2 separate regions of the Mus musculus genome follow, and region 1 is linked to region 2. The links are chromatin contacts, called in public Hi-C maps. All regions are on one chromosome and are shown on one strand. The core of a region is the stretch at or near the end of the contact, and the rest is flanking DNA. Distances in the headings are between cores, read along the strand shown.

Evidence for each region. Hi-C and Micro-C count contacts between places; a contact is called where the count stands out from the background.
Region 1: a Hi-C map of bone marrow-derived macrophages shows a contact between it and region 2, with 3 times the contacts expected there. The contact joins two enhancer-like sites. A contact is called at or near these places in 17 of 484 Hi-C or Micro-C datasets (ECoMG-derived neutrophils, bone marrow-derived macrophages, brown adipocytes and 11 more), 5 of 115 datasets of contacts at active chromatin or transcription factors (the HPC-7 cell line, acute myeloid leukemia, bone marrow-derived dendritic cells and 2 more) and 2 of 9 other capture datasets (adipose tissue and pancreatic islet).

The regions. Positions count from the first base shown.
Region 1 is chr15:91,252,583-91,259,131 of GRCm38.p6, reverse strand. CN725425 reads right to left here. Exons shown (of 13, transcript XM_030248865.1): 11 at 6,206-6,269; 12 at 1,689-1,771. Among named protein-coding and RNA genes, the nearest start is that of CN725425, 56 kb to the right of the region's middle. Within about 2 kb of position 4,786, at least 13 of the 459 cell types and tissues checked have an H3K27ac peak or open chromatin away from gene starts, as enhancers often do. A contact at or near this core is called in bone marrow-derived macrophages and microglia, where this site is marked.
Region 2 is chr15:91,163,844-91,170,201 of GRCm38.p6, reverse strand. The region is part of intron 6 of Abcd2 (ATP-binding cassette, sub-family D (ALD), member 2); the gene reads left to right. Among named protein-coding and RNA genes, the nearest start is that of Abcd2, 25 kb to the left of the region's middle. Within about 2 kb of position 1,806, at least 68 of the 459 cell types and tissues checked have an H3K27ac peak or open chromatin away from gene starts, as enhancers often do. A contact at or near this core is called in bone marrow-derived macrophages and microglia, where this site is marked.

The DNA of each region.
Region 1 (6,549 bases), core at 3,537-6,036, 86 kb before region 2:
GAAACTGGTGCACTAGTGCCTGTAGATCAGGACAAGGAAGGGAGAATATTAAATACCAATCGAAGTCAGTTTTCAGAGTCGGGAGATGCTATGAAACATTTAGATGGGTTAGTAAAATAGGAACCTACTAATTGAGAGGAACATGATTGAATTGGTGTTCTAAACAAGTCTTGATCTTTGCTCCTCAGAGAGGAAGTTGGGGCAAAAACAAAGTACTAGGATCTTTTGAAAAACAAGCCTAACCATTCATGAACAAAGTGGTGGGAACAGAGTAGGAGAAGCTCTAGTGGGAGAGACTGAGAAGTAGGGGAATTTGCAATCAATCAGGTGAAGTGAATCTAGGCTTCTGAAATAAACACTTGGGTATACTGAAAAAGAGTCCATAGATATGGGGAAATACCAAACAGCTTAAAAGAGAAATCAGTTTGAAATATGAAAGGGTAGAGATTCTCTTAACTATGAAAGAAATGACCAAGAGAACACGTAAATAAAGATCAGAGCTGAAGTCGTGGTGCTTCACAACTGCCATTTCAGCAATGTGTAACATCAGTGCAGCTTTAGAACACGGGACAACAGAAGAGTATATACAAGACCCTAGTCATCACACTGTCATGGATGGGTCCTTATAAACTGGAGGCTGGAAAGTTTGCATGTTGGTTAGTTAGGTAACGATACAAACTACAGTCATCTGGGAAGAGAAAATATTAATTAAGGGACTGTCTCCATCAGATTACTTGTAGGCAATTTTATATAGTTTTTTTCTTGATTAATGAAAGGTGTGGCTGGCAGGGTGGGAGGAGCAGCACACTGTGGGTGGGGCCACCCCTGGACAGAGGTCCTGGACTGTATAAGAAAGCAGGCTGAGGAGGCGACGCAGAGCAAACCTGTAAGCAGCACTCCTCCATGGTTCCTGTCTCTGCTTCGGACCGATTGCCTGCCCTCACTTCCTTCAGAGATCAGCTAGGATCAGGACATTTAAGCCAAGCAACCACTGTCTTCTAAGTTGCTTTTGTAATGCTGCTAATCAAAGCGAGAGAACAGACTCTAGCCCAGTCTGGCAATGCAGATGTCGCTGGTGTCCTTAGCAAACCCTGCTTGGCACACCAGAGGCCAGAGGCAGGAGCAATGAGGAAACGGAGTGAAGGGAGGAGATTTTCATTCAACCGTGGTTCATGAGAAGTGTGACAATTTCCACTCAGAATATCATATGCCACCCTACTGAGATTTCAGTCTTTGACAACACTGAGTAGTTTACCACATTTTATAAGCCTCAAAATTATGTTTTTAGTGTTTATTTGGTTATTCTACATTTCAAATTATTGTGAATTCTTAAAAAAATAAATAAATGATATATTATGTTTATCTGTATACATTTATGTGATACAATAAGTACATATATATACAAGTGTGTGTATATTTATATATCTTGATAAGAAACTTTTATAAAAATTTATTCACTTTATAGATGTAAATCACTAATACTTGGTCAAATAGTTAATTTTACTTTATTGTTTACATTTTTCTAACATTACATTTTAAATTTTCCTAAGATTTTTAACTTTGAAAATAACTTTTGTTTGTGTAATTTTTTTTCTATGGTTGGCTGAACTCTTCTTAAAGTAAAAAGAGACAAAAATGATGTTAAATTAATATAGCATACATTAATAAGCCAAAAATCAGTGACTTACCAAGTCAGTACTGGAGCTGAACGTGCTCTCGGTCGGCCGAGGAGAGTAGCTGGCAGACTGGCTGCTCTGCGAAGACTCCAGGTCTGAAAGAAAGGTTCATTCGTGCTACGCATGCGTCAGCAAAGTGAAAGGCATCGAGTGTCACTGACTGAGCAACCGGCGCTGTTAAATGTGCCAGGCTTACTTAAAGGTTTGAAGTTTAACACTTGTTTTTCTAGCAGGACAAATAGGTGTTTTCTCTTTAAAAGATTTGTGTCCACAAGTAAATTAAATTTCAAAATGACATAAAATAAGAGTAGAGAAAATAGGATTGACTTTTCAATATATGAACCATTTTTAAGAGCGAATATCTTAAAGTGTGACCCAGGAGGCACCAAGCTCATGAAGCCTGCGGCATGGGGTGCCTGCTTGTCTAGCGAGCAGACATCTCAGTGCAGTCAGGACTGTGCGATGCCGCCTAGCATGTCAGTATCTGCTTAGTCAATTACTTTTCAATTCCAAATAAAGTTTGGAATGGGACTGGATGTATGTCGTGGCTTTGTACCACACATAAACACTGCAGAACAATGGCAGCTTCCATTACCTTGTGCCTTGGTTTATGTATTTTCAACAAGAAAAGCAAGCAGAAATGAAAACCAAGCAGGAACGCATAAGGAAGCAGTCACCCTCACTCACTGCAATTAACCATGAGCACTAGCTACTCATGTCCTGTGTCAGGACTGATGCTCTCTGTAACAGAAACTGAGCTCCGCTAGCTGTGAGGGACAGAACCTAGTTGTGCTCTAATACCTGCATACACGAGAACAAAATAAATTAAAAATTAATTTTAAAAAGTTATACTTCCACAGGGCAGTTATCTCTGAAGAAAAGTGAGGACTTGATATGACTGATAACAGTATAATCGACGCCTCCTCTGCCTTCATAAGGCTCAGCACGTGCATAGGCGCTATCATCCCAGACACCACAAAGAAGAAGCATGGTGGCTCCCGAGGCCTCACCAAGAACACAGGATGAAACGGTGTGAGGACAAAAGGGACAGCTCACTTCAGCAGTTCCTGAGCAACAACGACACAGGTCGCTAAGGTGGTCTCTAAGGCTAAGCGGACATGCTCTCAAAGTGTTCATGATCTTGTGCTGCAGAGAGGAAGTGTGTGGTTTGAATAAGAATGGCCTCGTTAGGTGAACTCACATAAGTAGATGTTTAGTTCCTGGCAGAGTCTGTTTAGGAGGGATGAGGGGTGGGACCTTGTTGCAGAAAGTGTGTTACTTTGAGACCTCAGAGGCCCAGTCTCTCTGTCTGTCTGCTGCTTGTGGATCAGATGGCGAGCTCTCAGCTACTGCTCTAACACCATGCCTGCCGCCGCCATGCTTCCTGCCATGATCACCACTGGCTCAACCTCTGAAACTGTAAGCAAGCCCCAAGTCACATGCTTTCTTTCCTAAGAGTTGCCTTGGTCATGGTGTCTCTTCACAGCAATAGGATAGCACCTAAGACAAGGAGTGTGACTTTGTAGGAAGAGGTGTGCCATTGGGGTAGGTCTTGAGGATTCAGAAGCCAACTTATTCCCAGTCAGTTTGCTCTCTTTCACTCTGCCGCCACACGCTTGTGGATCCGGATGTAAGTTCTCAGCTCCTGCGCCACTGCTGTACTTGCCTGCCTACTGCTACCCTCTCCACCATGATGGTCATGGACTCAATCCAAACAAGATTTGGCTATACCCGTGCTCTCACCTGCACTGCAGAAATGAGAGATGACTCAGGTTATGGGAAGGTAAGAGGGGGTGCACCATACAGCATGCGAGATCAAACAGACAGGCAACAGAGACAGGAGTCCAACTGTGGCACCACAGCCTAAAGCTAGGAATGCACACTGGGCAGAGGTACTACTCAGCAGAGTTCCTACCCAGCCAAAGTACACACAACCGTAGGAGGAAGAATAAGGAAGTTGGTGCACTATTCCAATGGCTGTGGCACAGGGAAAGAGGCTGGCAGGCCTTCCACACCTGCTCAGAGCCTGAGTCACAAAGAGTTACTTCTTTGTAAAGATGCTTAAAATACCAGAGGCAAGGTCATACTTGCAGGCAGGAAATACAGCCTGGGGAACTCTCTCTGTCTCAGTCACAGAAATCCTCAAAGGACATACTTGACTTATTTGAATTACTAGGGCAAGCAGCCTTCTCTCCCACCCATAGGGACTGATGGAAAAGACAAGAGAAGGCAGATAAAATCAACTGGGAAGAAATATTGACTGGGTTCATAACAGTTTCTACCTACTTTTTTTTCTGGGATGTCAAAAGAGAAAAAAAATCCCTGAATGAATGTGTAGGGAATGGGTGAGTCCCGAGCAAGTGAACTGCTCCCACAGCTGGCGTGAACACAGCCATGTCAAGGACTCCAGGGCCTCCAATGCAAATGACAAAGCTGCCCCTGGTCTGTGTGCAGTACTGACCACGTATAAGCAACATAGTGACTGCAGCTTCTTCCTCCCTCCAGGGATTTAGAGCCTGAGACCACTTCCCACAGAGACCTCATACTGAGGCTGGATCCACCTGCATCCTTGTTCAGCTGCACACAAACGTCTTCCTCCCTGACTCAGATGTATCTAAGAACCACGCTGGTTGTCCAGGTTATCGCTGCTGTGCACTCCATCAGCACACTCATTGCATGCAACTCCAGAGTTTCCGTATGTGTGCTGTCAGTTCTTCACTCTCATTGGCCGGTCAGGGCAATCCGTAAAGTTGAGCAGGTCATGGCACTTCTTAAACTTCATCTTCCACTATTGACATTTTGTGCTTTAATTGTTCTTAGTTGTGCTTTAACTTGTCTCTCCCTATTTTCCAGGAAAGGCTGCTCTGGCTGTGTTTTCCACTTTGCAACATAGTTTACCCTTATACTAGCCTTTCTCATTCTTACTTTACTCGCTTGTTTTTCCTTCTCCCACTATTTCCTCAAAAACAAAACAAACAAACAAAAAACAAACCTCTTGCCTATAAAAAAATTGCAAAGTAAAATTTCCACACATACTATTCTATGGTGTCTGTCTGAATTTCGGGGACAAGGGGAAGTGCACACATTTCTAGTACAAGCTGACACTGGAATGTCATCAAATCACTATATCTGTTACTCAGCCAACTTCCCCCTAAAGAGTCAAGTGAAGACAACTCACCAGAACTCACACAAGATAAATGAAGTTCAGACAAACTCAGCAGATTAGGAAAGACAAGTAGACAAACCAATCAGTAACTTCAGGCAAAATTTGAAATACAGAGGAAAAATTCAGCCAGGAACTAGAAATACAAAAGAAGAGAAGGAAGAAAAGGAAGAGGAGGAGGATGAAAAAGAGGAAGAAAAGAGGAAGAGGAAGAGAAGGAGGAGGAGGAGGAACAAGAGGAGGAGGAGGAGAAAGAGAAGGAAGCTAACAGAAAATTAGGAAAGAAAAGAGCCAACACAACAAACAGCTCGGTGGACTCATCAACAGCTGAGACCACACGGAGAAAATGCCAAGGACGGAGACAAATCAAGACAAATGCCCTACGGTACATGCAAAGAGAAAGCACAATGAGCCTGACAAGATGTTCGAGAACTCTGGAGCATGATTGCAAGGACAACCCCAAGAATCCAAGGTAAAAATGAACTAGAGAGAATCAAACAGCATCAACAGTTTGTTCAAAAAATTATAGCACAAGTACTAAACCCAGAAAAAGAAACCCCCTACCTTTACACCCCAAAAGGTAGGGGGTGTAAAGCCCCCAAAGGACCTGAGCAGAGAAGAACCTCTCCAGGGTGTAGCACAGTTAGAATGCCAAAAACACACAAGAAGCGCAACATTCAAAGCTGTAAGAGGAAAATACCAATGGCAGAAATGTCAGACTAACAACATCACATCTCACGTCAACTTGGAAAGTAAATAACTGTCGATCAGAATTGCTACACCTACGAAGATTATCTTTTGAGCTTGATGGAGAAATAACATTTCAAGATAAGCACAAGCTAAGATAATTCAGGAAATATACCTAAGAAGAACTTTTATGTGTGTTCCAGAACTATCAAGAATGGTCAGAATAGCCAAGGACACAATAGTGACAGCACCAGAGTCCAGCGCCAGAAGATGCACAAGTCTAATAGAGCGTGTAAATGCACACGGTGCTGGATGGCAGGAAAAAAACTAATCCGTGAAAGCCACGAATAACAGAGTGGACGGATCTCAAAATAGAATATCTGCTGAAAAGGGAAAACAGACTAAAAAAAAAAAAAAAAAAAACAAAACAGGTAATAGTGACCTCTACGGACCATAGTAGGAAATGCAACAGGCCACATTCAAACTACAGCTGTGAAATTGTAAATTTACACTATATGCGTTCATTGTTGACTATTTTATAAAAGAAAAAACAAATTTAATGAATTGTATTTTAGAATATCTATGAAATACATACTGGTAAACCCTTTAAAACATTTAAAATTCAGTTTCTATCTTTTTCTTTTCTAAAATAATAAACTTAACACATAGTTATACTCACAGATTTTCTCAGTAGACATAGGCTGCCCTTTTAAAGGACACATTCCTCTTCTTTCCATTGGGATCTAGAGAAAAGAATCAAAAATTTAAAAACCCAAAGTAGGGATAACAGTATTCATTTATATCTACACTGTCAGCCTGTTTATACCACTTCTGCTTTGTATTACTTTCTTTCAATAAAGACAACTTCACAAAGAAAACCCTCTCCAACTGAATTGAAATTCCACTCGGCTTAGAAACATCGAGAACAGAGGAAAGCTTTGCTAAGAACTACAGCACTAACAAAAGGAGAGGCTGCGCTCCATCATGGAGCGCGTAGCTGAAAATAAATGCAAGAGACTAAAG
Region 2 (6,358 bases), core at 557-3,056:
AGAAAAACAATTACAATCTGTTGCTAAAATTCCTTCCCAGGAAGAGTAAAATTTATTTCAGGGGTATGTATTTCAGATATTTCTACTAGAGCCCTGAAAATTGTATAGGAAATTAAACATTATGGTACTGTAATTATTTTGCTTCATTTGTCCACCAGAAAAAATTAGCTGTTTTTCAAATTTAATTATTTAATTATTAGTACAATGTAGCCTTATTCATAATTATATAATATATAAATTTATTTTATAAGCATATAAATATTATGCCCAATATGTGGTTTATATATTTCTATATAGATCTATATAAATATATATTATAAATATATAAGATGATACATAAACATATTAACTACTAATATAATTATTAATTCTCTATCTGAGTTCTGTATTAAAAATACAGTATAAAAAAATTAACACTAAGCCAGGCATGGTGGCACACGACTTTCATCCCAGCACTCAGGAGGCAGAGGCAGGTGGATTTCCGAGTTCGAAGCCAGCCTGGTCTACAAAGTGACTTCCAGGACAGCCAGGGCTATACAGAGAAACCCTGTCTCATAAAGACCAAAAACAATAATAATAATAATAATCACTAAAATATTAAGAAATAGTAAGTACTAAATATTTTGATGAAGTTTTGGGTTTACCCTGCTTCTGTGATAATGAAGTCACCTGATGACTCTAAGCATTTTGAATCCTTTGACGCCCTGTAAACTGCATCAGTGAACTAGATGTTACCAAAAGCAAGGATCTAGATAAACTTGAAGTATTTTCTTGTGTACTCAACCGGATCTGTCTCTAAAGTCTACACAGAAACCTATTATCCATTAACCATGTTATGTCTAATAAAATTTACTATAGGATAAAAGCTAGCAGACAACTCTCTGATGAAGGTCAGTAATTTCATATTCACTTGTTCTGTTTTGTTTTGTTTTGTTGTGTTGTGTTGTGTTGTGTTGTGTTTTACAAGACTTTTTGTCAGTACTAGGGATCAACCAGCACTGAGTGGAAGGCCAGCCCTCCCTCAGCGAGCTAGACCTCCTCTGTCGCTCCTTTCAGTTTTGCTTTCACTTAGAGAACTCAAGAGAAATGAACCCTTTTTTTTATTGGATATTTTCTTTATTTACATTTCAAATGTTATCCCCTTCTGCAGCACCCCCTCCCTAACACATCCTCCCTCCTCCTGCTTCTATGAGGGTGTTCCTCCACCTACCTACCCACTCCCACCTCCCCGCCCTCGATTCCCCTACACTGGGGCATCTATCAAGTCTTCATAGGACCAAGGGCCTCTCCTCCCATTGATGCATGACAAGGCCATCCATCCTCTGCTGCATATGCAGCTGGAGCCATGTGTACTCCTTGGGTGATGGCTTAGTACCTGGGAGCTCTAAGTGGTCTGGTTTGTTGATATTGTTGTTCTTCCTATGGGGTTACAAATTCCTTCAACTCCTTCAGTCCATTCTCTAACTCCTCTATCGGGGACCCTGTGCTCAGTGCAGTGATTGTCTGCGAGCAAGAAATGAAGCTTTTCATTGGGTGACAGTCACTTACTGAGGGCCTTCCTCGGTGCCTGCGTTACAGTAAACAATCTTGCCTCATTACTTCAATCAGCTGCCTCATCCTGTACTCATGATAAATGGAATGAAATTAGTGAGGTTACAAACAAATTAGGTCAAGTTCAGAGTTGAGGGACAGTACTGCAAAAATGAGCGTGGGGATATAGCCCAGAACCACCTCTCCATAGCGCCTCATCACAGCCATGGCTCCGTGCTGTGTAGCATAGAGAACTGTAAGTATATGTGATGATGTCATCAACTCTGAGCCCTTCCCGAGGCTGTGGTTTGAAGCCTTTAGAAGCTGGGTGCACAGCTGTGGTTTTACCACTGTAATTTTGACTGTGCCACGTGACAAGACTGTTCCTTGCATTAACATCTATGCGTTAGGCTAAGGTGGAAGGACGTCTACATCTACCAATCTTGTGCTAAATCGGAGCTAGCATCAATTTAAAGGCAGTAAACGTTCCCTTTCCTAAGGTCCTGAGTAGATAGTGAGCACCCTGTGGCAGCTGCTCAGTAGCCCTACCAGTGCTACCGTTGTTATTCGTAGATGTGAATTTAAGATACTTCTGCATGAGATTGCTTTAGATGATTGCATAAGCAAATGAACATGAACTGTAGTTCTGCTGCAAGAAAGTGTGGTTAGAATGGAAATGGAAAGTAAAGAGAAGGAGAAACCTTAAACGTATGGGGGGAACGTGGCTGGGAATGGTACAGCCATTTTGGAAAGCAGCCTGGCAGTTTCCCAGACAGTTCTTTGTCCCCCACAATTCCATTTACTGTTTTATACCCACTGTGTGTCATGCCCTAAAGAAGGAAACACTGAAATATCCTTTAGTAGACGAATGGATGAAGCAAATGTGCCACACACCCACAATACAATGTTATAATATGGCTCAGCCCTAGAAATGAACATGGCACATTCTCAAACACACTTGTCATTAGGAAGAAGTCAATCACAAGAGGGCACATGTTGTGTGAGTCTGTGCATCTGAAACATCGAGGACAGGCAAATTCATGCAGACAGAAAGCAGACTAGTTGCATAAAGCAGCCAGATGACAGTGTCGGACCCTGGCTGTGGGACTTATGGGTGTGGGAATCAAGAAAAGTATTCTCAAGTTGGGAGTGATGGCCACCTGAACTTGTGTGTGCATTAAAATAAATACACACTGAATTATGGATATTAAAGGCTGATATAATATTTGAATCATGTGCCAAGTTAAGCAAAGATACTTAAGTGGTCCCTTGTATTACGTATATATGTGTAGTTGGAACACAAATGATTATTTCAAATATTCATTAAATATATTATGAAATAATTATGCACTGTGTAAGCCTCAAAGAAACTCTTTATAAATACTGTGAAAGTGCAAGTGGACATTTGGTCAGCAAAACATGTTTGTATTTAAAGCCTTCTTTCTCCTCAGGAAAACACAGAAAGCTAGTATAATTCTTTTTTTTAAATAATTTTTCTAATATGTATAAGTGCTTCGCCTGCATGTATTTCCATGTACCACATGAGGACCTGGTTGTTCATGGAAGTCAGAACAGGATATTAAATCTGGTGGCACTTAAAGACAGTTGTGAACTACTGTGTGATTTATGGGGACCAAATGTGGCTCCTCTACAAGAGTAGCCAGTGCTGGGACTGGAGAGATGACTCAGCAGTTAAGAGCACTGACTGCCAGCTATTGGATGGATCACAGAGCCCCCAATGGAGGAGCTAGAGAAAGTACCCAAGGAGCTAAAGGGGTCTGCAACCCTATAGGTGGAACAACAATATGAACTAACCAGTACCCCCCAGAGCTCGTGTCTCTAGCTGCATATGTATCAGAAGAAGGCCTAGTCAGCCATCATTGGAAAGAGAGGCCCTTTGGTCTTGCAAACTTTATATGCCTCAGTACAGGGGAACACCAGGGCCAAGAAGTGGGAGTGGGTGGGTAGGGGAGTGGGGGGAAGGGTATGGGTGACTTTTGGGATAGCATTGAAAATGTAAATGAAGAAAATACCTAATAAAAATGAAATTAAAAAAAAGAGCACTGAATGCTCTTCCAGAAGTCCTGAGTTCAATTCCCAGCAACCACAAGGTGGCTCACAAACATCTGTAATGGGATCTGATGGCCCTCTTCTGGTGTGTCTGAAGACAGCTACAGTGTACTCATATACATAAAAATAAATAAATCTTAAAAAAAAAAAAAGAAAGAGTAGCCAGTGCTTTTAGCTGCTGAGCTGCAGAGGTTAGCCCTTGCTGTCTAGATAAGACAGACTCTAGGATAGCCTGATGTTCCTCGCTGAGCCACTCAGGCTGTATAGGGTTTATGGAGTCTCTGCCTCTGTTAGTTCCCACTGCTGCTACCACAAGTCACCAGAAGATGGGTAGTTTGAAGCAACTGCGAGTCATGCTCTCATTGTTTGGGACTTAGGCCGAGCTCTTATCAGTTTACTATTGTGTGAAGGGTCAGAGGTAAGGCAGGAATGGGTAGAGCACTTGCTGTGTAAGCAAAAAGAAATCTACCATATTGCCTACAGGATCTGGCCTTCTGAAAGGGTGGCTTTCAGATGTTCCAGATGGGAGTGGAGTAGGAAACTGTTTTAAATCATTTTTAAGTGAGTTGAGGCTATGTAGCCAAAGTTACTTAAGTTAATTTATTCCATTCCTATTCTTCTCCTACTCTTTTCTGTAGTCATCTTATCTATCTGATACTTATAAAAAATAAACATCCAGTTTCTTGCATTTCAGCTAATTGTTTAGTTAATTTTATTTATCAGATAGTAACATTTTAATGTGACTATAAAATCAAAACTTGTATTGAAAAGATGTAACACACTCACACCTTTAATCCCAGAGCTTCAGAGATAAAAGCAGGTGGATCTCTATGAGTTTGAGGTCAGCCTGGTCTACAAAGATGGTGTGGGGCCAGCCAGGGCTACATAGTAAGACTCTGTCTCCAAAAATAGTAAAGAAAAAGAAACAGAAAGAGGGAGGGATAGAGGAAAGAAAGAAAAGAGAGAAAAGAAGGAAGGAAAGAGAGAGAGAAGAAAGAAAGAGAGAGAGAAAGAAAGGAAGGAAGGAAGGAAGGAAGGAAGGAAGGAAGGAAGGAAGGAAGGAAGGAAGAAATTTAGAGAGGATGTTTCCTCTCTGCTCTACTCTATCCATTTCACCTCCTTGGGTGACCTTCTCACTAATTTCTGGCTCACTTTTCCTGTTTCTTTCCATAGGTGTTCCGAAATGTATGTATTTCTATCATCCTTCTTTTTATTTTCATAGAAGGTAACATACTGTCTACCTGTGGTTCTCAGCTGGGGACAGCCTTATCTCCTGGGGATATCTGTCCCCTTGGGGAGACTTGTAGACAATTTGTGATGCTGTTAGAGGAGATGCTACTGACATCTAGTGGATAGATGCCAGGTATACCACTAATCTTCCCCGAGCAGACCGCCCTAGGCGAGGACAGATCATCCGAAGCCCAGCGTGTCAGGCTGCCTTTGAGACATCCTGATCACAGGCTGCCTTTGCATTTTCCTTTTGAGCTGGCTGATGGCCACAGAACTCACTCTGTACTACTTCCTGGGTGCCTGCCTGATCACTGTAGTGCATCATAGTAGCTACAGACAACTGAATGAAGAATTCCCTCTGCCCAGTCCTTTCTCTTGGTTTTGAATTATCTTTTTTTTTCAAAGCTCACTATTGTTATTCAGTGTTTTCTACATATTTTTATTATGTTCACAATATGGTTCACAATAGATTTTTTATTATTCAATACAAAGATGTTTGTATGTTTGTAAAGGTAACATGATATTGTGAAAATCAAGTTTTTGAAAACACTACATACTCTGACTTCCTGCAACCCAGTGTAAGTTGAACTCCATTCTGTTTTTTTTATATTATCTTAGACTCCATTAAGTTTTTGTTAAAGTTGATTATGACTAATATAATTGCTGTTACAACCCATAGCTATTTCCCAAGACAATTTGTAAAATACTGAACTTCATACTTTAGCTGTTTTTATTTTCCAATAACAAGAAGTGAATTCTATTAGCTGTCTTAACACCGGAATTTGCACTGTAATGGGTACGCTTAGGCAAGTTTCCTTTGGGGGCGTACTTAGGAGCATATTCTCTGAGAAAATTCCCAGAAGTTAGTCAAAAAGCGAATGGCATGTCAAATTGCCACATTTCTACCAAGGAGTTCGGACTTTCAGCACTGTATGGGAACATCTGTTTTCCCCCATGGGCCAGTCAGCTGGTAGAATTATCAAGCTGTTGAACTTTTCGCTCTCTGATGAACAAGAACATTGATGTCATTTTAATTTACATTTTCTTATTAATACCTTGCCTTTCAGTTTGTTCACATAGCTGTCAAAACTCCAGGTTTTGTTTACTGCAAATAATTTTAGATGTTCAGAAACAATTGTAATCAAATATGTTTACATGAGTCAGGATCATGTAGATGAACAGAACTGATGGACAAAGATAGATAGATAGATAGATAGATAGATAGATAGATAGATAGATAGATAGATAGATAGATAAGAGATAGCTAAATGATAGATAAATAGATACATAAAGGTTAGATAAGAGATAGGCAGATGATAGATAAATACATAAATAAGAGAGAGATTGATAGATAAGAGATGATAGATGATAGATAAGAAATAAATAAGAGTTAGATAGAAAAATAGATAAGAGATAGCTATAGATATTGATTTAATTAAGAAAATGATTCAATTAAGAAAGATATACATATGTGTGTGTGTGTGTATATATATATGAGGTTTATTAGAGTGGTATACAGGCTGTGGTC